Regions from separate parts of the Gossypium hirsutum genome. Here region 1 is linked to region 2. Evidence: chromatin contacts called from public Hi-C data. All regions are on one chromosome and are shown on one strand. Each heading gives the region's core, a stretch centred on a gene start, on an enhancer-like site or on the middle of the called end of the contact. The rest is flanking DNA. Distances are from core to core; before and after follow the strand shown.

Region 1 (4,897 bases), core at 2,394-4,893, 200 kb before region 2:
TTTGGGGTTTCGAAAAGTCGAATTGGAGGGTGATTCAACGGTGCTCCTCTCCAAGCTCAATGCTGCTGCTATTGACAGATCAACGATAAGTTCCATTATCTGGGATGCGAAACGATTAGTGCTAGGTTTTGAGCATTTCAAGTTTCACCACATCCAACGGGGAGGTAATACAGTAGCGCACTTGTTTAGGGACCAACATCGATTCGGGCGGCGGTGGATAGTGATCGGAGGGGGAGGGTCTGATTTGGCAGATATGATTACGGACATTGCAATTCTTGCTAGATCTGGCTCCTTTCTAGCAATTTTTGTTTCGACTTCAACCTTGTACGTTGATCGGTGGCTGACTCTTGGGGTGTTGGAGCATTTAGGCTTGTTGTAGTGGTGTGTGACGCACATTATGGGGCGAATTCCCCTAGCTTGTTTCTTTTCTGTTTTCTTTGACTATAATAAATGCACGCCGGATTTATTCAAAAAAAGAAAAAAAAACTGCTTTTTCATAATTTGGTTTTAATATTTACATTGGTATTTAAGAATTTACCTCCGCACACATTACCACGTCATTAGTTGAATGTGCCTGGCACATTAAAAAAAATACAAAATCCTTTTTTAAATATTATACATAAAAATTGAAAAAGTAACATTTTAGAGAATTTCAAATAATAATAAATTTGGGAAAATATATAACATTATAATAAATATTTAATTTTATAAAATACAAAAACACAAAAATATATAAAAATTAAAAATTTTAGCTAAAACTTTAAAAAAGTCAGAAAGAAAGTAAATGTTGTATTGAAACTACAAAAAAAATTGAGCCCAAGTTTTATATTTGTTAAAGGTTGAATTTTAATTCAGTTTCATTTTGTGAGGTCCAGAGTTTAAATTTAAACTCAATTCTATGGGCCTAATTTTAAAGTTCAAAGTATGGTTTTAATGGTCCATATCCAAAGAGTCTAATGCCCCAGGTTCAATGCAATTGGAGCAGGTTAAGTTGGCCATTTTTGGGCCCAAAATTTTAAGGTTTTTTCTTCTTCTTCTTATTGCATATGATTGAACACTTTATTTTATATTATATGTGTTACATTATATATTCAAAATATATATTTTTATTATATATAATTTTTATTGATTTTTTATAAGGAAAGGGATTATTAAATCTTGGTAATTAGGTTAAAAATTTGACATATTTTACGTTAGTTTTTCAAAGTTCAAAGAATTGATATGCTTGAGCATATATAGTTATAGTCCTAGTGACCATGTAAAACCACGGGGAGAGTGATAAAATTTGTTGATGAAAACAAAGCTTTATGTTCTACTTGATGCATGATCTTTGAACTTGTTTTTGAAGCTTTAGTTTACACATTTGCAACTGATTGAGTTGCATCTTCATATTCTCCACCTCTTTTCTTATCAACATAATCTCTTTTTGAGGTGCTATGAATCCCTTCTCTAAACATTTTTTATTATTCATCTTCATTATTACTTGAGTCGTCGTTCTTGGATTAATATTTGACTTAGAAGCTGATATCGATCTAGCCATTTTTACTTGCTCAAGAAGCATGAATTCCGTTACGATTTTCAACGGCAATCGGCCGTTCCTCATTGCATGTTGGCGTGCATCTTCTGATAATCTATGATACTCCATTGCTTTGCACACACTAGCTCTTTCTTCCTCCATTAGACTTGGATGTGCCTACACAATCGTTGCACAAACTTTGAATTAGGTAAACTACTATTACATAGAAAGAAAGTAAGTTATTCAGGGGTGAAGTACATACCTTGAGGTACATGTCTATGGCTCTATAAAGGTTGTTATCGCACGATCGAGCATTTGTCGGTAATGCGTCCACAAGTAATTTGAAATCAATGAGCGTAAGGTTAATATCCCTTGCAATTAGAGTAAGGTAACCATCAATCAACCTTCCAACAATGCATAGTCTTGCCCTAGAGTTTTTCAAGGCCAATAAAACATAAGCTTTGACCACCCTAATCACAATTCCAACATCATATGTAGTATCCTTATCTCCATAGTTCTTAACCAAGAGATCTTGAGCACAACATTGCTCCAACATGGAAGCTATTCTTGTTTCTAGTTTGCTCAACAACTCAGAATTTACTTGTATTTTCAGCCCCAACTTGACAAGGTAAAGTAGAAAGTTGCAAGAAACTGAGTTTTTCTCCGCTGGAAGCATATTAATTAAACTTTCAATGGTAATTCTTTGTAGCTTTTGAGTCAAATGCTTGGGTATTGTTGGGTCATCAAATACAAATGTGGTACCCGAAAACCATTTCGCCGTCCAATGAGCTATACATGATCCAACAAGCTCCGGTTTCACCCCTTTTCGTTTAATCGATTCGATCACTTGGATAAAATGATCAATTCGAAGGGTCGAAACATCTTGAAACCACCAAGTATCACTTGATTCTCCAACATTCAAGTTCCCATTACTATTTTGTCCTAAAGTAAAAGCTTTGGGGTCAGTTGAGGCCTTCCAAGCAATGGCATCGGAGCATTGTTTCACAATAAGCAAATCTTTGGACCAAGGTGACACAGATTCACAGCTTTTGAGTACCTTAAAAGTGTCTTTCCAAGATGAGAAAATTGCAAAGCTCAAAAACGCCTCTGTTTTGGAAATGAGATTACCTTGGTGAAGATCATCACTCATTTCCAAGAAATTTGCAGCACAATAGAGTGGAGCAATGGAGGCAGCTGTTACATCCACCTTAAATCCATAGCAGAAGTTGACAATTGATTCAAAGGTGATGGTTCCACCAGGAAGGTCATCCAACACAATCTTGAGGCTGCCTCCATTGTGTCCATGTCCCTCACTTCTTTTTGCAAATACAAGTCTATTCAAATACCCACTTTTCGAAACCATAGCAAGCTGAGGATCACAACATGATCACTTGTTTATAAATTGTAATAGCTAATTATCTTAAGATATGACAAATGCAATGAATTACTAATTTCACATAAATGATTGTAAAGTTAAAATTGAATTAATATGGTAAATTATAAAAAAAATTAAAACATAATACGAAAATACAGTTGGCCTTTGTGTTGGGCACAATATGAGCATGATAATGACAAATCTGTCCACATATATCCCATCAGAAACAAAAGGCATAATATTTGGTAAAACGATTCCCTACATAATATATGAAATATATTTTTATGCAAGCCATCCCCTCCCCAAATTTATAATAATTTACAAAAATAAGTTTATTTTCATCTGGCAAAATTAATAATAATCCCATGCTTCACTAATAAAGACAAGTATATAGTTGTTGCTGACCTTGTGTAAGTGAAAGCTAAAATCTCCAACCTGCACCATTAAATCACTTGCAACTTTGGTCCTAACAAACCTGCGTCAGACGAAATCAAAACAGGAGCTTATTAATATCATCTCTACATAAACACCACCATTATATATACCTATATGTACCAGAAGAAGAAGAAGAATTTAACCAGTCATTGTTTCTTCTTTCCAATTCCCCAGCAACAATGCTAGACTTTGGTGGATAAATAACACAATGGTTAGGCTTCCCACCCAGCACTGAACCATGAGTACTCTGATGTTCCTCTCTACAACCCATCATCTTAGACCTCATTTTTCCTCGATAGCTATAAGTCCTTGAACCATCATCTTTGGGCTGTAGTGTTATTTATACACAATGAATTAGCAGTGTACGTGGGCAGAGATGGGTGGGGGTTATTTATTGCATTTAATTATTCCAAAGTGGTTAAAGCCATGAAGATGGTTTGGTACCCTTTGCCTGTCTGCCACAGTAAGAATATATGGATGGACAGCTTATAGCCAACACATTGACAATTTATGTTCTTGATTCTCATCCATATATATCATTACACCAATCACCCTTTTACGTCAGTGTCGATTTTATGATTGCTCCATGTATTATATCAAGAAAAGTACCATAATCTTTTGGGAGGAAAAAGTTGATAGAATTATATATGTTTAATAAATATTAGATTAAAGTTCAAACATTAGAGATGGTATTGTTGAAAGGGGTAGTTATGAATAACAAATATGATACTTAGAACAGACATGAAAAATAAGAAAAAAAATTTAGATCAAATGATATTTATTATATGGGTGAAAGAATGATAAGTAGAAACTAATTTTTTTTTCTTCTCAATGAAAGCAATTATTTATTTTCAAATTACATTATAAAATTCCAGTAGTTTTTTTAAAGAATTAGTTTTTAAAAAAATTCAAAAGTAAAAATTACCATTATAATATACAAGTTACTGGTCTTTATAATTTTTTTTTAATTTTTTAACCATTTCTCAATTTTATTAATTATACGCATTGAACTCAATGAACAAATTAATAGTAATCTCATTTATATTTTCAAGCTATTAAAATAAATAAGTTATATAAAATGTAAAATCAATTGAAGAAGTTTATGATTCATGTAATCATGCATGTGAAACTTTTATTGTGATTCATATGTATAAATATAACTTTAAGTTTAATTCAATTGTACAATTTGAAAAAGAAAATTACTAATTGTTTGTATATACAATATATAATTACAAACTGATGCTATGACAATAATATTGTTAATAATTTATAAAAATTCATAAATCATATTGCACATATCTATTTTTAATACTTTAAATACATAACGAAATATTACAATTTCATGGCTGAAAATACCTGGAAAGGCAGAATGATGATGATCCAAGAATTTGTGGATAGTCTATGCTATGGACCCATATAAGAGAAGGTATTTATGATGGTCAGCTAAGAGAAAGACCTCTCTAATTCAAAAGGCCACACAAATATATGAAAGTTCCTTTGAAGCAAAAGCTCAGGCGGCAATCCAGTGTGTAAGAAGTTGTGGCCTAGTCTTAAAGAGGAGTAGAGTAATT
Region 2 (4,856 bases), core at 655-3,154:
TATTTTTTAATATAATAAAACATTTATTATATTTATGGTAGTATTTTTTTAATATAAATACTTTTTAAATGTATTTTAATGTGTTACAAAACATTTATTTTAGTGTTTTTTACCGTGTATTCTTTTTTTTTAAATTTAAATAAAAACTAATATAAAAAAATCAAATATGGGCAGGTCAAGTCAAACCCAAAGTTATCTTTCTTAAATTGGACTGGGCTTAGGAAAAAAAAGTAAACCTATTTTTCGAGTCAAATCAGATTGGGCTAAAAAAATTGGTCTAGATATCTTTCATGGGCTCGACCCATGAGCACCTCTAGTTGCGACATCAGTTTTATTAATAGTACAAATATACAACTAATGTAATAAATTATACATATTAAAATAAAAACGTATAAAAAATAAAAAACTGAAGTTTTTGTAATCCAATTACTGTGGGTTCCCACAATATGTATATTTTTTATTATTTTTTGTTAAAATAAAAAGACCAAAGTACCCTCAAACAATATAATTTATTTTACTCACAAAAAGATATTTCTGTAATTTTTTTAATCGAATTAGTGTTTATAATTTAAATCTTTTAAACGTTGGAGATATTTCTTCAAGAAACCGCCCAGTATCTCTTTCTTTTATTCCTAGACCATCATGAGTTCTAAAGTTTATGGGAGGAAGATAGAATAGTCAAATTATAATTTGGGACTAAAGTGAACTATAACTACATTTTTCTTCAGAAAATACTTAAGAGGAAGGGAATTTGAGGTAGATTAATAGCTTTTTTTTGGCCATTGACACAATCTTGACTTCATCCTTGAACAACATCAATCTGTTGAGGGGTTCATCAACTTCAGATGAACGACATTTCGAAAACTTCTCCTAAAGGAGTCATCTCCTCTCAAAACAAAAAGGTGCTAATAGACCCCTCAACGAGTTGATATTGTCGAGCTGGAGTTTTTATCTTATAACTTTGTCAAGAGTCCAGATTGCAAAGGCGGGGTTCATAGAGCAATAGTGTCTCATTAGATCAGGTTGTACATGGCGCATGGCCACCTATTAAGGGGATATGAGAATTATGCGCTTAGTAGGGTTTGAACCCTGACCCTTATTTTATCTCTTGATTTAATAAGGCGTTCTCACTCCATGAATCTCGCCTTCGATACTTGGGCTCTCGATAAAGTTGGGAGTAAAAAACCTCTACTCGATCCGAAGATAACATCAATCCATTAAGAGGTCCATTGACTTTAGACAAATGATACTATACAAATTTCTTTGAAAGGATGCCTCCCCTCAACAATAATATATATAAGTTTGTAGTTCATCTACACTAACAGTTTATATCTTGCATTAAATATCAATCATATAAATATATATAACATTAAAATTAATTGAATATTATTAACATAAAATATAAAAAATATATATAGTAAAGCTTGATTTTATTGGAAGAGATTGGTGCATATTATTAATATAAAAAAGAGTGAGACTACGTAGGGGTAGATGCAGAATAAGAATGAATGAAGATTAAAAGCATACCTGATGGCATTTCCATAAGAGTTTTGGTTTTGGAAACGGAAGGGGATGATAATGATGTCTCTTTTTCCTAATCGTAAACATGGAACATTGCATTGTTTTCATACTTACTAGTAGCTACCATTTGCGTGTTCTACTTTTCCTCTTCAATATCTTATAAACAGTTGCATCTCCATTGTGGTCCTGCCTAATGATCGCACGGCTTCCGCCGGTGTCGACCGATTATTTTCAAACTTAAGCAAGTCAACTGACACCATCGTCCGTAGCATCGTGTTGTTAATGTTTTTTTTTTTTTAGTAGTTAATCCAAGTCAAGCAATCAATTTCCAAGAAACTGAGAAGAATATTCCCGCAAGGAGTCGCACGATTTACAGGCTTTAACAGCTGCACAGCATTTCCAAGGAGAGAAGAAAACACAAAGCAACCCAACAATTGACTAAAATAACCCCCAACAACCCTCTCTAATCTTGCATAAATCCCAGAATTTTTCTTCTTGTTGACTCTGTTCTTTCTGGCTTGGATACATCTAATTTGGTTCTTTCATTTTAGTTTTCACTTATCTCCAAGCGAGAAGTATTTAGTTAGTGAAATCTAAACTGAAGGATCAAATATGTATCGTTTTCGGAAATTGTTGAAAGGAGAAAGGTAATTATTTTAATCCACTTCATCCTTCTAATCATTGTTTTTGCTCTGTTCCTTTGGATTATAAATTTATTGTTTTTGGGGATACACTTCTGCCGGCGGCTAGGTACAAAAATGATGAACACAGGTAATGTGGCAGGAAGAAATGGGCAAAGGTTTGACATTTATTACTGTCTAAATGTGTTATAATTTGGTAGTTATATGTTAGTTGGAATGGTAAGGAGGTGGATGCTATTTCAGTATAGTTTTAGATTTATTATAGAACATCCTACCACATCAGATATGTCTCTTTCAATAATATTAAACCTCATCAAATCTTTCTCCTCCCTCCTTCCTCTTCTAACCACCAAGAATATCAATAACAAAAAGCAAAAACAAGAAGAAGAAAGAGGAGATAGCCAACCCAACCTAAATCCACATATAATAAAGAAATAAAGAAGTGGCATATTTGGTTAGTCAAGAATTCTCAACAAAACTTTGGTGGGACTGAATTCATTGATTGATGCTTTTAAATTAGATCCAAGAAAATACAATCCATGCATGCCAATAATTTTCACACTTTAAAATGCTTGGATTGCGGCAAACTGTGGGCGTAATGTTATTTTTCATTAATAATTATATTGTTTTTTTTAAACAATCTCATGTTCTGATTATATCTGATCTTTTTAACCCACTGCTTGAAATTACTCATAACTCATCTCAACCCATAAATGGGAGGATAATGCATTTCAGCGCACTTGAATTCACGTAATACCCATGCCAATCAATTGGCATAATCATATTGTTAAATACTTTCTTGGACTAACATATTATATATGATATTTTGATTTGTAAATTTTTTTACTTGTATATAGATGATTTGGGTGTAAACAAAAATGGGAGTCAAAAAGCTTAGTAATCCATCACAATTGACCAACTAAATCGAGGTTAATTTAGTGTTAAGAAACGGAAACCCACATCAACCCAAATATTTGATTTTTATTAAATTAAAATCTATATGAATGTTTTATATTTAAAATAATAAAATTAAGATAAAATTAACATCAAACCCATGAAAACTCAAGTTAATCACCATTTACATTTAAATTATTTTAAATTCATATTCTCTTTTTTTAGATGAAAAGAATTTATTTTAAATCGGTAATATAATATTATTAATAGTACTAAGATTTTGTAATATTATAAGAAACCTGTGACAACTTTAATCCATTTTTGTTGAACCCTAACATTGTGCTCATCCGCCACAACTGAGATTGATTCACATGCCTACGTAAATTGTACTTAAATGATATTAAAAAAAAATCCATTTTTCTTAAACCATTTCTTGATTATATTGTATTTGGTGGATGATAATATAAGGGAAAATTTCTATTATTAATTATTTATTAGCCGAAAATTTTAACATTTTCTATGTTTTTATTGTTTTAGTACTTTTTTAATTAAAGATAATTTTATATTGCAAACAATTAAACTAATGTACTTCTTTGATACTGTTAGAATTGTGTGACCCAAATTCTAAGAGATTGCTTGCAAGTCAAGTTAAACAAAAATATATTTTCTTTTTAGAAGATTTAGTATTTATTAGTATAATATATTTAGCATTTATTAGTATAGTTTATTTGACTTACTAATTTAGCCTATAAATAGGCTCCTTTACAATCTTAGAATTAAGAGACACCCATTAGATTAGAACTCATAACACATTCAGAGAATTTTGTGTTTACGTTTGAGGGTTCTTTGTTTTTCGGGTTTTCGGGGTTTAGTTTTTATCTCCATCTTTTGTACTCTTCATTCTTTTGCCATTATAGTAAATTTATCTTTGCCCGTGGTTTTTTATCCTCTTTTGAGGGGTTTTTCCACGTTAAATTTGTGTGTTCATCTTCTCAATTTCTTCTACTATTTTTACTTGTTCGTTGCTTAATCGGGACGATCCTAACAAGTGGTATCAGAGCTAGTTTAACTTTCATAGATCAGCCCGGTCAGAGATGGCAGCAACAAGGTTTGAAATTGAGAAGTTCGATGGTAAGACAAATTTCAATCTGTGGCAAGTTCGGATGATGGCAATTCTAGTTCAAAATGGCTTGAAAAAGGTTGTTACAGGGAAAAAGCCTGAGAATCTAAATCAAACAGAATGGGAAGAGCTTGATGAAAAGGCCTTGTCTGCAATCCAGTTGTGCCTCGCGAATACAGTATTGCAGGAGGTATTGATGGAAAAGACCTCATTCGCCTTGTGGAAAAGGTTAGAAACTCTTTATGCGACTAAGTCTCTGGCTAACCGTTTAGTGTTGAAACAACGTCTATTTACGTTTCGCATGAACGAAGGTGAGCTTCTTAAAGATCACATCAGTCAATTCATTACTCTTTTAAATGATTTAAAGAACGTTGAGGTTTATATTGACGATGAAGATCAAGCTATGCTATTATTGTGCTCTTTACCCTCTTCATACAAGTCTTTCAGGGAGACCCTGATTTATGGCAGAGACAAACTCTCGTTCGAAGATGTGAAGGGTCATTTGTTGAGTAGAGACAAACTCGACAATGAGTTTGATTTGAATAGCAAAGCAGATAGACAAGCTTCCGTTTTGGTAGCATCAAAGAAACGAGACAAAAGGTGTCGCTATTGCAAAAAGTTAGGTCACGTCAAAGCAGATTGTTATAAACTGCGAAATAAAAGAGCTGCTGAGAGTAACG

Evidence for each region. Hi-C and Micro-C count contacts between places; a contact is called where the count stands out from the background.
Region 1: a contact with region 2 is called in a Hi-C map of leaf, with 3 times the contacts expected there. The contact joins the promoter of LOC121213861 here to the promoter of LOC121213859 in region 2. A contact is called at or near these places in 5 of 34 Hi-C or Micro-C datasets (anther, callus and leaf).

The regions. Positions count from the first base shown.
Region 1 is chrD01:14,224,357-14,229,253 of Gossypium_hirsutum_v2.1, reverse strand. It overlaps LOC121213861 (coleoptile phototropism protein 1), which reads right to left and starts at 3,643. Exons shown (of 4, transcript XM_041087102.1): 1 at 3,470-3,643; 2 at 3,297-3,366; 3 at 1,779-2,885; 4 at 1,305-1,693. The coding sequence starts at 3,612. The coding sequence ends at 1,313.
Region 2 is chrD01:14,024,086-14,028,941 of Gossypium_hirsutum_v2.1, reverse strand. It overlaps LOC121213859, which reads right to left and starts at 1,904. Exons shown (of 3, transcript XM_041087099.1): 1 at 1,528-1,904. The coding sequence starts at 1,629.